Linked DNA regions of Sus scrofa: all the other regions are linked to region 3. The links are chromatin contacts, called in public HiChIP or PLAC-seq maps. All regions are on one chromosome and are shown on one strand. Each heading gives the region's core, a stretch centred on a gene start, on an enhancer-like site or on the middle of the called end of the contact. The rest is flanking DNA. Distances are from core to core; before and after follow the strand shown.

Region 1 (4,502 bases), core at 893-3,392, 180 kb before region 3:
CAGATGTACATCCTGATTTTAGCAAAAAACAAAGAGTGTAAAAGACAGAGTAATAGTCAAGCAAAGTTGATAAAGGGTGGTGAAGCATCTCTGGGCCAGCAAGAGAAGGATACCACTGGCAAGCCCCCACCCCACCCCACCCCACCTCCATTCCAAATCTGCTGGCTGTAAGGAGAGGGAGTGGTTGCTGGATCCCAGGGAGACCCACATTGTAGAAAAGAGTCCCAACAGGAGCTGAGGCCTTTTCAAGAAGAACACAGCCACTAATCACCTAAGGCCTGGCAAGAAGAATAATGGGGAGTAAATAAATGCACCTCCCTCTCCTGCTGCCCTCTGCCTCTTTTGCCAGTCTCCCCCCCACCCCCCCCCCCCCCATCAGCCAAATCCAGAATGAAGCCAGGGTCAAGGGAGCCCAATGGATTTGGTCCATAGACATCAGCCTCACAGGACTAAGAGCAGAGAAGAGAGGGATGTAAATCTGAAGGGGCGGAAGCTCCCCTCATGGCTCAGAGGTAACATGAGGATGCATGTTCGATCCCCAGCCTCGCTCAGTGGGTTAAGAATCCAGCGTTGCTGTAAGCTGTGGTGTAGGTCACAGGTGCAGCTCAGATCCTGCATTGCTGTGGCTGTGGTGTAGGCTGGCAGCTGCAGTTCCTATCCGAGCCCTAGCCAGGGGACTTCCATATGCTGTGGGTGTGCCCCCCCCCCACAAAAAAAATCTGAAGGGGCATACAGAATATACAGTGCAATGAAATGGGGATAAAAGGAGTGTACTGTTCCTCTAATTAAGAAGAAGTGCTGGGACTTCCAGCTGTGGCACAGTGGGTTAAAGATCTAGCCTGACCCTGTGGAGGAGTGGGTTGGATTCCACGGCTGCAGTGGGTTCCAGCGTTGCTGTAGCTGTGGCATCCCTGGCCTGGGAACCTCTATATGCTGCATGGGTAGCCCAAAAAGGAAGAAGAGGGTCTGAAGGAGCTGTTGAGACCAAAAAAATCTTCTTAGGTACCCTCCTCAGTGTAAACACAGGCTCATCACGGCAGAAATAAACTAAGAAATCCCTCTGCCTCCTCAGGGGTCCAAAGGCCTCTCCCCAGTTCTGTGATCCACTGAATTCCTCCTCCTCTTACTATAGTCCCAATGTTGTGTGTTTCAGAGTCTGTAACACCTGGCTTCTGCCTGAGTGGCTGGTCTTCTCTCCGTCCTCTTTCTGGAAGCCTAAAATTCTTTTTATCAATGCTATTTCCCAGTGAGCACCGATGACCTTATCTGACTACACCTGGGGACAGGTCTGACTTGAAATGCCTTGAATCTGGTGCCCATATGAACACAATTCAGAAAAAAAAAAATTAAAATCTTTTGCTGCTTCTTTAACCCATGTCCTGAATGCTCCACTTTGTTTTCTGTTAGTCATCGAAGACCAGTGGGACTTTGATCATTTTCATCTTGGAATGTATTGCGAAGATGTTGACTTTGGGATCTGGTCCCCTTTGCCTCCACCCCACCGGATATGCACTCATAAGTCTTGTTGACATTAATGAATAGTTGTGTGTGCACAGCGCAGGGAAAAGAGACAACCGAGGGGTCAGACTAGCCGTTTCTTCGCAAGAGCAATAAACTTTGTCCAACAAAGGAACCAGTGGAGTAGCAACACAAGCTATTCTTTTCTTCTTTATTCTATAGGGACACATCATAAGTTCTCCTAATTAATAGAATCTTTTGCTCATTCCATTCAGAAGAGCTTTTCCCTTTCAAGAAGGAATCTAGCAGTGCAGCACACATATGCATTTTTGGCTGCTTTTCAAGCCATATTTATTAACTAAGTGCTAGGGTGGAGGATGGTTCTCTTGCCAACAGGATTCATAGGACACAGCACTTGAAAGCACATCAGGGAATGAACCCTTTCTATGATGAGCACAATCACTGCCTGTAACTCCAACTGAGCTGGTGTTGTCAAGGCTGACCGCACAAACCACAGACTAACTGAAGAGCTTCGGGCACCTAGGATTAAACACAGTCTCCCAGTATTATGAGGTGCTGGGGCCCATCCCAGAGCCACTTGAATTTAGAGAAAATAGCAGCTGGTCAGACAGAGACCATTTCCGACTTCTCCCCACTGTTTTGGACACAGTGATCCTCCCGGTGCCGAATTCTCCCATATCCTGTTTCTGGAAAGGAGGATCCTATTCACAGAGGCGCTACGCTACTCCCCACACCCTTTGCAAAACAACATTTCTGGAAGAAGTCCAATGACATATGAAACTAAAGCAGGGAATCTGCCAGGTCATTAAGACATGAGCAGGTTTTCTTGGGTGTCCCTCCCCTCCCCTCCTCCATTCCCACCCTTCTGCCCACCCTCTCTCCAGTCTCTCCCAACTTCCAACGTCAGAAATTCTCCATCCCTCTGAGGCAGCCTCAGAAGATGAGGTTTGAATAAAAGGTAGTTGCAGGGTTCATGTAAGGTGACAAAGCTGGCACACGCTAAACACTTAGCATTATACAGCCACCCCTCAAGAGTGCTCCAAATCCATCAGTCATCATGGAAAAATTAGAAGCTTTACTGGATTGCTGCCTCTCCAAACAGAGCCTCTGAACTTCTTAATGGACTCCATAACACAGCATTTGAGAATAGAGCTTCAGCCCAGCAAGACTGTCTCCATAACACACTGTCAGGCAACTTGGAACAGGCAGAGAGGAACAAGTCAAAACAATCAGCTATTTCATTAAGGGGATAAGATTAATCTTGAACGATGCCCAAGTCTGACTCACATTGTCAAATATTATATATGATCTCTGTGAGCAGGCCCTTTTCCCAATTCACGGAAACATCTGCACATTTCAGCAGGCTAAGCTTTACTCTGTCCACTGCCCTCTAGCTGTTTTTGTTGTGGATTATGTAATTTAGTGAATGATGCAATCAGAAGAATTCTTTCTACCTGGGCTTTGTACCTGATGTCTGATGATTACTGAAACAGGCTGGATGGCTCAGAACCTTGGATTTCAACACCCTAAATTGCTCTGTGAACTTGGGCCTGTTACTTCCCCTCTCTTGGCATCCTCTGTAAAAATGAGGAGGAGCAAGATTCTTGCCTCTTTCACCACTGGATTTGAAAGTACATTGTAACTGCCATGAAAATAAGCATGGGCCCAAGTGGACAAAGCCTAAAGTCAGGCTAAGAATCCTGGAAAGTAAGCAGTAGGCATAATTTAAACCAAAAATGTTTTTGCCTTTTTTTTTATTTGCCTTTGTGTTTAACTATGTGAGAAGTGATGTGTTTAAAAGAGGACTCTGAATACAACTTAAATTTCATTCAGTGATGTGAATAAGAGAAAAAGAAGTTAGAAAATTCTATGAGGTTAAAAAGTTTGCTTTGGGAGTTCCCATTGTAGCTCAGCAGGTTAAGAAACCAACATATTGTCTGTGATTATGTGGATTCAATCCCTGGCCTTGCTCAGTGGGGTAAGTATTCAACATTGCCATTAGCTGCTGCATAAGTCACAGATGAGGCTTTGATCTGGTGTTGCTGTGGCTGTGGTGTAGGCCTGCAGCTACAGCTCCAATTCAATGCCTCGCCTGGGAACTTCCATAAGCTGTGAGTAGGGCTGTTTGGAAGGAAAAAAAAAAATTTGCTTTGTTAGATTTAAAAATGCTCACACTTTACCCTAAAATACATTCCATAAAGATCATTTAAATGTTTAAAAAAAGATTCCATAAAAACACTAGAAGAAAAGCAGTGAATATTTTTAGAACTTTGCAGCCTTTCTAAGGATGTCATGAAATCCAGATGCCAGGAAGGAAAAAAACTGATAGACTTTACTACATAAAATTGTAAAAACTTCTTTATAGGAAAAAAATTAAAGATACACACAGAGTTAATGTATCAAAGAAGAACTAGAGGCAAGGTTTTATTTCACATATTAGAACAAGGCAAATGTCCTCAATGTAAAAGGTGTTCTTTAAAAATCAACATGAAAATTATGAATACAAAATGAGCAAAGGAAATGAACAGACAACTCATAAAAAAGATTCAAAAGACCAATAAATGCATGGAAGATGTTTCACCAGGCTCAAAACTGAAGAAACTAAAAATATAAACTAAAATCATATATACCTATATTTTTAACCTATACAACTGACAAATATTTAAATGCTTCTTAAATCCTCTGATTAGTGGAGGTGAGGAGAAATGGACATTCCACATTCTAACAGTTAGAGTGAAAACTGATAAAAAGTTGGCAATTTGGCAACATACTTTCAAATTTTGCTTGTGAATTCAAGGCAATTCTTCTAAGAAGTCCTTCTGCAGATGTGCTCCCAAAAGTATACAGACTCTTTGCTTTAGTACTGTTGGTCACAACAGAATTCTGTAAATAGTCCTGTGATGCAATATTCTACTGAATCCATGTGTACTGATGATGAAAGTTGTCTAAGATTTGCTCTTAAGAAAACAAGATCTAAAACGGTAAACATAGACTACTTCCATTTGAGGTTAAGAAAGAACCTA
Region 2 (4,374 bases), core at 1,540-4,039, 130 kb before region 3:
AATTAATCAGTACAGCAGTTCTATGAGTTAGGTACTATTATCCCCATTTCATACAGGGACAGAATGTAAATAGCCTGCCTAGAACAAAAATTGTCTAGAATACAAATTATAACTGATGGGACTTGATTCAAATCCAAGCAGCCAATGTGGTGAGCAGCAGTATTGGAAGGAGAGGGGGCAGTTCCAACACTTCTCGTCACAGTTTCTTTGCAGGAACAATATGAAAAACATAGGTTCAGAGGCAACTTCTGACTATTGCCTATCCCCTTTACCTCTTCCTGTCACTAACACTACCCCTTCCTTGCCCTGAGAAAGGACAATTCTGCTGCAAGACAAGAAGCAAGAGTTATATAAAACCTCAGAAATCAACGGGAGGGTCTTTGGGCAGACTGATTCAACTCCTTTATTTATTCCTCTAGGATTGACTAAGCACCTACAATGTCCAAAATACTATATAAAGGCTTGGTCCAGACTCTCTGGAACAGCAGTCCTGAAACTTCCTGGAGATGGATGGCAAACGAGTGCTGACTTATTCGGCAGTCTCCCACTTTTTCTTTCTCAGGAATTGTTCTATTCCTCAAGGTGGCAGGAGCAGCAACCTTCGTCCTCGGGTCGCACAAACCCAAGGAGAGAAAAAAAGCACTGCACACAGAGCCATACTGATACCTAGGGAGATGCGTCAGAAACTTGGGACTCAGTCCACCAGGCCTGATCCAGTACAGGCTGCCTTTCTAGGTAGGTAAGAGATAATAGCACTTGCAGAGCCAGGAGCTGAGTCCTCTGGTCCGGCAGACCCTTAAACTCTGGCCCAAACCCCAGTAGGTTTCTGTGCAAAAACCTTTTGAGCTGAATGCATACATTGTCCTCTAACATTGCAAACGTGACAGCTGCCTATTGAATAATTGTTCCGCCTCGGTTTAGAGCAGTTCGTGCGTGCCACAGAGGCATCTTCTGCGCTATAGTTATGCAACCTCACTCGCAGCGGGAGTTATTTCCTGTGCTTCTGGCTGCGCCAGATTCATATAACACGCCTACCCAGGGCTTCAATGGAAGTCGTTCTCCATTAACAACCACGCTAGCTTTTTGAGATGAATGCCCCGCACAGAATACCCCTTGCTCAGTAAGAATCCAAGGTATTTAAACTCTTTCTCCCTCTCTAACACACACACACACACACACACTCCTTCAGTGCATGCAGCTAGGAGACTGCAGCAGTGCAACCAGAGGGACAGCAGGAGGAGCTCTCTTTGTACATGTAGTCCCTTCCCTCCAACCCCCACCAACTAAAGATGAACTCATGCCAGTTCCATTCTTTGCTCTGCAAGGAAAACACACACACACACACACACACACACACACACACACACACACACACACACAGCTGAACAGAGGAGCCTCCATTGCCTCCTTGAGCACGCTGTCATCCTAGCCTCTAGGTTCAAACAACCCGGATATTCCAAAGCGAGTTAAGGGGAGTACCGCGCCGCCACAATGCAACCTCCGGAGCTGCTCCCGGTGCAGCTCCCACCCCCGCCTCCTTCCGCGGCGTGCCAAGAGTTTGGAGCGCGCGCACGCACACGAGCACCGTGCCTGCGTATCCCTCCGCCTCCCTCCTCCTCTCCCCGCTCTGTGGCTCGACAACGATTTGGGAAATGAAGGGAGGAGGGAACTACTTTCCTGAAACTTGCTATGCTGCACACGACTTCGAGTTGCGGTGATTCGTCCTGAGGTCGCAGCTTTTAGCCCTCCTACCCACTACACCCTCACAGCCCGGTCACCCCGCTCGGCCACCCCGCCCCATACCCACTCTGGTTCTCCGGGAAGCTGGCGGTGCGGGGAAATCGCCAGGGACTACTTCGTCTCCTTCTCCCGCGGGCGCCCCCGGTTCGGGCAGCGGCGGCGGCGGAAGGAGCGGGCGGCGTGAGCGCTTCCGCCGCCCCCCTCGCGGCTCCCCTCTGGCGGGCGTGAGGAGCTGACCCGCCGAGCTGCTGCTGGGCGCAGGCTGCTGGGGGACCCGCGGCCGCTCCCTCGCTCTCCCGACGCTTCTCGTGACCCTGCCCCTGGGGCGCGTCGCTCTTCTCCGGCCCGGCTGGGGGCGGTCGGTCCGCCTGCCCCTGCCTCACACGCGTCCCGCCGCCCCCTCCTCCCTCTTCTGGAACCGTCCCGGCCAGAGCGTGTCTGGAGGAATCCGCCGCCCTGAGGCCCCTCGCCCGCTTCTGCTCGTCCGGAAGGACCGGCCCGGTCGCCGCCGGGGACTGAGGGCAGCCGACCGCGAGGCGGGAGATGGTGGGGTGGGCTTCCGCAGGACCGCGCTGCCGCCGCCCGGGTCTGGGCTCGGCACCCCCCCGCCGGCCCCCACCGAGCGGAGCCCTGCTTCCTCCTCGCCGCATCCTTGAGGGAAGCGCCGCCTCTGCTCCTGGGTTCTCCGCCCGCCCGCTCCTTCCTGGCCGGACCCCGCCGCGCTCCACCCCAGTGGCCGGAGGAGCAGCTCTCCAGTCTGCCTTTGCAGCCCCCCTGCCTTTTTTCTTCTCCTCCCACCCTCCCTGGCTTCCTCGGATCTCTTGGCTGGGCGCTGAGGCGGGCGAAGAGGCTGGGGTCGCCACGGTGGAGGTTGTCGCCGCCACCCCCCTGCGGGGGTGGCCGGGGTTCCCGGCTGGGGGGGTACCGTTCCGGGTGAGACATCCACCATGGTGAGGCCCCTGAGCCGCTGCCCCCGCGCCCCCCCGGCCGCCGCTGCCTCTTGCCCCTCGGTGCTGCTGCTGCTCCTGCGTCTGCTGTTGCTCCTCCATCTCCAGATCGGATCACGGTGAGGGAAAGATGAGCGAGGAGACGGCGACTTCTGACAACGAGTAAGCACCTTACTGATCTTGATTACTTACCACCCCTCCCATAGCCCCCTTCCTTGGCACTCCCCCAGACCCCTCAGAGACTTAGGTGCTTGCAACCCTGGAGAGTTCGGTGCATCTTGCTGTGGAGAAAACATTTGTTTTTTTAGCCATTTTATTTAATGGCTGCACCCCACCCCCTCACCCCCACCCCCAGCCTTTAGTTGCTTTCATCTGGGGGAAGGTATTTAGTGTTGGGCTGGGATGGCAATTGTGCGCTCGGGAGATGGAGTGCTGTAGATGCATGGAGGCGGGGTAGAAATTACCCCAGTGCCTGGAAGACCTCTGGCCTGTCCTTTTTCACTTTAGCATGCCGGTCAGCATACCTTGAATATCCGTCCTGCCTCCTTTATAGCAGTTTCTTTCGGAAACTAACGTGTGGGAGCACCTCCTGCCGCAAACTGCTCTTGAATCTTAATTCGATGAGTCAGTGACTCTTAAATACCGATTAAGCCCCCCCCCCTTTTAAACTTGTGACCTGTAGGATTCTTGTAAAAAAATGGGGCGAGGGAAACATTTTAATAATTTAATAGCATTAAGGACACCTTGAGTGTGGGAGATGTTAAACTATACTGTTTTGCCTTGCGAATGCTGGACTTGTCTTTATCAGGAGCGTAGAAGGATTTTGAACGCTCAGCTATAAGGATTTTTATCTCTCTCAGCTGTATTTTGAAACACACCATTTACGTTGATTTAACAGTGTTTACATTGCTGACCTTTTTGATGACTTCATTCATTAACTTCTAGAGCATCCCGGCTTAAGTTCTTGTTTATTTGGGCTGTCCTTATGTTTTCCAAACGAAATACTGTGCCTTTAGAATATTTTGCTTTAACGTAACAGCTGCCTGGAGGAATAATGATGCGGCAACCGCTTTCTGTTGAGACGGGATTTAATTCCATGCTGCTTATTAGCATCCGTTTCTTGTAATTAAATTCAGGTTTTGATAATCTTTGGAGGGTTATAAAGAGTTAAGTGAGTTATAAAGAGTTAAGTGAGTTAGGACTAGTAGGACGCATTCCTTTAAGTAATGTGCATTCCTCAAGTCAGACCTTTTTGAGAGAACTTTAAAGTCCGAAGCCTAGGCTTGTTTAACGTAAAGTAGCTTGAGAAATGCCTTGCAGCGTCCCCCACCCCACCCCCCCCAGCGCTCTCTTCTGCTGAGCGGGTGTGGGAGAAGGTAGATTGCTGCAGTGTCAGTGCAGTCTGGAAGCAGAAGTGGCCGCCATGTTCTCTCTCTTTTTGTGAATCGTTCTCATTTGCATAGCACACTCTTCATTCATAAAAAAATAATTAAACATCCATCACCTTGGACATCTTGAAAGGATTTCCCAAGAAAAAAATTAGAAGCTCAACTGTCTGCCTTGCTGTAGATTTTTGAGTTCAGAAAGTAAGGAGAGTTCGAAGTTATAGGTTAAATTCAAAAATAGACGCACACACAAACAACTACCCCTGTTCTCAGAATGTTGACACAGTTATGTGGGAAATATC
Region 3 (4,226 bases), core at 114-2,613:
CCAGTTTGACTGGATGTCCACTTTTCACCTAGTTGACTGAAATGGGCATATACTAGACATCTCAAACTTAACACAGCCCAAGTAAGACCCTTCTCCCTCCTAAACCTCACAGTTTCTCGTCACAGTACATGGCAGCAATGTGTATCCCCTTGCTCCAGCCATGGAGCATGGTGGGTGCTCATGGTTTTTATATGAAGGTTGTTCATCTGCAACTCCCCATCTTTAACAACTATAGAATTAGGAGTCTGGGGCTTGTCCTGAATGCTAGTTAGTCCATTCGCAATGGGAATGTCCTACCATTTCTTACTACCTTGTGAATCCTTCAATGGCATAACCTTATTCATCCTTGTATTGTCACCCAGAACAGTATTTAAAATATAACAGATGACTGAAATATGTATGTTGGATGTTTAAGTTAATTAATGTTTGCCAGATACTGGTCTAGTTAAGGGCACCCTTTTTGTTCTTGTATATTTAAACTTTTAATAAAACTGTAAAACTTTTATCTGGTTAGGATGGTTTTAACTTACCTACTTTCCCAGCCTTAGTATTCTACAACTTTAATTTGAATTATTCTAAAATGCAAGAGATGAGGATTAAGCAGGAATGCTTTGGCTTTTGAGTTGTTTTTGAGCTGAATAAAGTCCACAAAACCACTGGGAGACTTTTACATGAACAGCTGTTAGGTGACCCTGTAGAAGGAAATGTTATGTTCATTTAAAAAAAAAAAAAAGAGTATAAACAGTAAACATGCTGGGAGGTCAAACTAAGAATGGGAAAAGAGAGGCTGGGAACTGGAGAGCTGAGACTTGGACTGTTTCACACCAGCTCTAAAAGTGCTAAGCGATTTTCCTGATGTCTTTGAAAGAAGTTTTAGCCCTTTTTGTGGCTATTTATGAAATCACGTTGCTAGGTGACACCGTGGGATGAGCACGGTGCTAACCTAACACTCACTGATTTCCAGAACTAGTAATGAAGGGATATATACGGGGGCGGGGGATAGAATCCAGGAAGGAATGCAGAGGCATCCGGATGAGAAGTGTTTGGAGTAAAGGAATCAGCTTTAGACAAACCTTCCTTTTTCTCTCTCCATTCCGGTAAAATGATCTGTTCAGGATCTTTTGTCCAACCTTTCCCCTGCTCTCTCTTGGGGCCCAGGAGGGGGGGGGCTGGTGTGCCTCGTTGCCAGCAGCCTTTTCCTCTCTTCTGACTTTTGGCCTCCTCTGGGAGAAAAGCAGGGCTGCTTCCTGCAGCAGCCTCATCGGGAAATCACTAGGGAGGAAACCCAGGAGTCAGGCTCCCCACGCGGCCAGTCTGAGAACCGGCGTTGCCTTTCTTCTCTCCGTGCACGCGCCGCGTGGGAATGTGTGGGAGGCCGACTGTCGGTGCTTGGGTGAAGCTGGGGCGGGGAGAAGGATACTGCATGTGCTGCAGTGTGAGGAGGCTGATTTCCAAGCAGCAGACCACCTGCAATTTAAAATACATTTTTTAGCCATTTAAGTCATAGTGACCTGAAGCAAAGCCAGTCACCATTTTGAAAGGCATCTATTGAAAACTGGGTTCCTAATGTTTGCTTGCCAAATAACCTGGGAATATACAAGTTCACACAGCTGGCCGGAATCGCTAAATGACACGTTTGGGGATATTAGCCAGCATCCGGGGGCTATAGGAATTGAGGAATGCTTTGGGTGTTGTGTGTGCTTGTGTTTTGTTGGCCTGTGTTCCTGAGGCCACCCGCACCTTAGGGACGCTGCTTGGGGATAATTGCCAGGTGTACGCTTTGAGCCTCTCTGAAGCAGTCCGAAGCACTTGCTGGAACTGGGGATGCATGTAATCCCCGCCTGTCACTGAGTCTGCATTGCGTCTTTTGCACCTCCTAGTGGCCGCGAGTTAGTGCAAACCAGACCTTCTGCTGCAGCTACTGCTCCTTGGAAACAGGCGACTGTGCTGTTCTCTCTCATAGTTCCTTGCTTCAGCTGCGGGATCTGCGTGGTTCTTACAGCTCCATTGCAGTTCTCCAAATGAGAGAAGAGGTTGTCCTCAGTGATATTAGCTTTTAGTTGCTGCCCCTGATAGTCACCTTTATGCACATTTGGAAAAGGGTGATCTCCCACAATGAAGAGCAATTAAAGGTTTCTAAGTGAACGATTTAAAAAAAGTTCCTTCTTCCATCAGATAGCCCTACCCTTCCAGGTAACCAGCTTGGCAAAAGAGGCTAAGCCTGGGTTTTGTTACATTTGTATTCTTGCTCTGCTTGGGCTCCTGTGAATGCCACTTGTGGAGGCCTTATACTTGAGACTGTACACTAATTTTGAAAAAAATGAAAATTTTATTATGATAAATTTCAAACCTATGCAAAGTAGGTGGAATAAAAACAAGATAAAGCATATATGCAAAGCACCCATCTTCAACAATTTTCAGCTCCGAGCTTCTCTTATTTATATATACTTTAAATTTCTCCCCCACATCAAGTATTCTGAAGAAAATTCTAAAAGGATTGAGTTGAATCTATATCATTTCATCTATAAACATTTGAGTGTGTATCTCTAAAAGAGGTGGTTTCCTAGAATCCTTCAGAAGCAGTCAATGAGATTTTTTGAGTTTTTTTTTTTTTAATAAAGGAACTCTTGGATTAAACATGTTTGATACATTTTAATCTTTTACAGATTATTATCCCTATTGAAGTTCCCTTTGTCTTCTTTTTGGTCAGTGGAAACTCGAGTAGTTTCGCTTCCCCAATACTGTCTTTATGTTGTGGTTGTTAATAGTACAATTTATTTATTCATTTATCAAAGTCATCAAACTTTACCTGCTGGTTTTAACATCCCTTTCTACACTCCTTATGACATCCTACTGTAAGGTGAAGCTTTCTCTTTTCTGCATTTATTATTTATTTCATTTTATATGGGTGGACTCATGGTTTTTAAAAGAGTTATGACCCACTCTTATCATTATTTATTTTGATGCTCTCTTGCCCCAGATTGGCCAGTGTGAGCCCCTTCACACTCACTTCTGTGCCCTTTGACATGTCTCCAACATTTTTTGAGTACTTTTTTACTTTGCCTACTTTACTCAGATGTTCCAGGCTCATATTATACTTTCCCTGTCTCAGCGCTGAAACTGGCCATTTCTCCAGTAAGCTCCAATAGTACCTGTTGGTGGAGGACGGTACTTAGAGATCAAGATCCAGGTGGTAAGTACTTCATTGTTATTGAAGTGTTTCTGTTCTCAGGCCTTCTCAGTGGACAGACCCAGGAATATATGTATGTATATGCATACAAAGATGTACATTTACATAATCTTTATTTCTTTATCTGTGTGTGTGTGTGTGTGTGTGTGTGTGTGTGTGTGTGTGTGTGTAAATTTTATTTGGTTAATTCTGATTCCAATTCAACACCATATTGTTCATTCTAGCTTTCCCCTTCCCATGTTTGTAAGTACCCTCTTCAACAGTGAGAAGCCCAGAGACCATTATCCCCAATGTACATACCTACTTGCTCATTCCTCCTCCATCTCACTTAGTATGTATTCCTTTTGTGAGCCTCCACCTGCCTCTGAGATGTCACTGCCCACATTGCCATGATTTCCTCATGTGGGTCCCTGGCACCTCCCAAAGATATCATATGCATCTTCTTCACTCAGACCCATGACCCCTGAGATTTCTGGACTGAACTAAGAAGGAAGAGAGGAAAAAAAAATGGGAAGGGAGAAAAGATAAGGGGAAAGGGAGCGAGGGAGGAAGAGAGGGAGGGGAAAAAGAAAAGGAAGAAGGAAAGATTTATGTTCTCTTTTTTTTTTAAGATGGATTCTCTAGAATTACTCAGATTCCCCAAAAAAATCCATGTCTTGAAAAGGCTGAGAGCTACTACCCATATATCTTGTAGGAACATAGTTAAATGTTTTGGCAGTCTCAGATGAGAAGCATAGTTTAAAATAGCAGAGTGCCATTGTCTTGTATATTCTTTAATTTTTAGAGTCATGGTTAAAGTGGGGATAAATCACCCAAATAATAAGTAATGATTCTCTGGGGTATGGGAAGAAAATAATAGAACTTCTATTCATCTTTACTTTTAATTAAAAATTTAAGCATTACAAATATTTACTAAACAGCTAAGTTTTTAAGTTAGTCACATATATATCAAAGCATAGTTAATGCTTGAACAAGGACCAGGGGAGTGGTAGTTAGGGGCATTGACCCTCTGCACAGTTGAAAATATGCCTAACTT

The links. HiChIP or PLAC-seq counts read pairs in DNA pulled down with a chosen protein or histone mark.
Region 1: a contact with region 3 is called in an H3K27ac HiChIP or PLAC-seq map of skeletal muscle, with 4 times the contacts expected there. The contact joins two enhancer-like sites. A contact is called at or near these places in 1 of 47 Hi-C or Micro-C datasets (embryonic fibroblasts) and 1 of 2 datasets of contacts at active chromatin or transcription factors (skeletal muscle).
Region 2: a contact with region 3 is called in an H3K27ac HiChIP or PLAC-seq map of skeletal muscle. The contact joins the promoter of LOC106506784 here to the enhancer-like site in region 3. A contact is called at or near these places in 1 of 5 promoter capture datasets (liver), 6 of 47 Hi-C or Micro-C datasets (embryonic fibroblasts, heart right ventricle, retroperitoneal adipose tissue and 2 more) and 2 of 2 datasets of contacts at active chromatin or transcription factors (alveolar macrophages and skeletal muscle).

The regions. Positions count from the first base shown.
Region 1 is chr1:133,056,796-133,061,297 of Sscrofa11.1, reverse strand. The region is part of intron 1 of LOC106506784 (basic salivary proline-rich protein 2-like); the gene reads right to left. Among named protein-coding and RNA genes, the nearest start is that of SPRED1, 42 kb to the right of the region's middle. Within about 2 kb of position 2,142, at least 27 of the 83 cell types and tissues checked have an H3K27ac peak or open chromatin away from gene starts, as enhancers often do. A contact at or near this core is called in skeletal muscle, where this site is marked.
Region 2 is chr1:133,014,026-133,018,399 of Sscrofa11.1, reverse strand. It overlaps LOC106506784 (basic salivary proline-rich protein 2-like), which reads right to left and starts at 2,789. Exons shown (of 3, transcript XR_002345566.1): 1 at 1,808-2,789. It overlaps SPRED1 (sprouty-related, EVH1 domain-containing protein 1), which reads left to right and starts at 1,675. Exons shown (of 7, transcript XM_003121622.6): 1 at 1,675-2,849. The coding sequence starts at 2,818.
Region 3 is chr1:132,880,353-132,884,578 of Sscrofa11.1, reverse strand. No RefSeq gene overlaps it. Among named protein-coding and RNA genes, the nearest start is that of FAM98B, 63 kb to the right of the region's middle. Within about 2 kb of position 1,363, at least 34 of the 83 cell types and tissues checked have an H3K27ac peak or open chromatin away from gene starts, as enhancers often do. A contact at or near this core is called in alveolar macrophages, liver, retroperitoneal adipose tissue and 2 more, where this site is marked.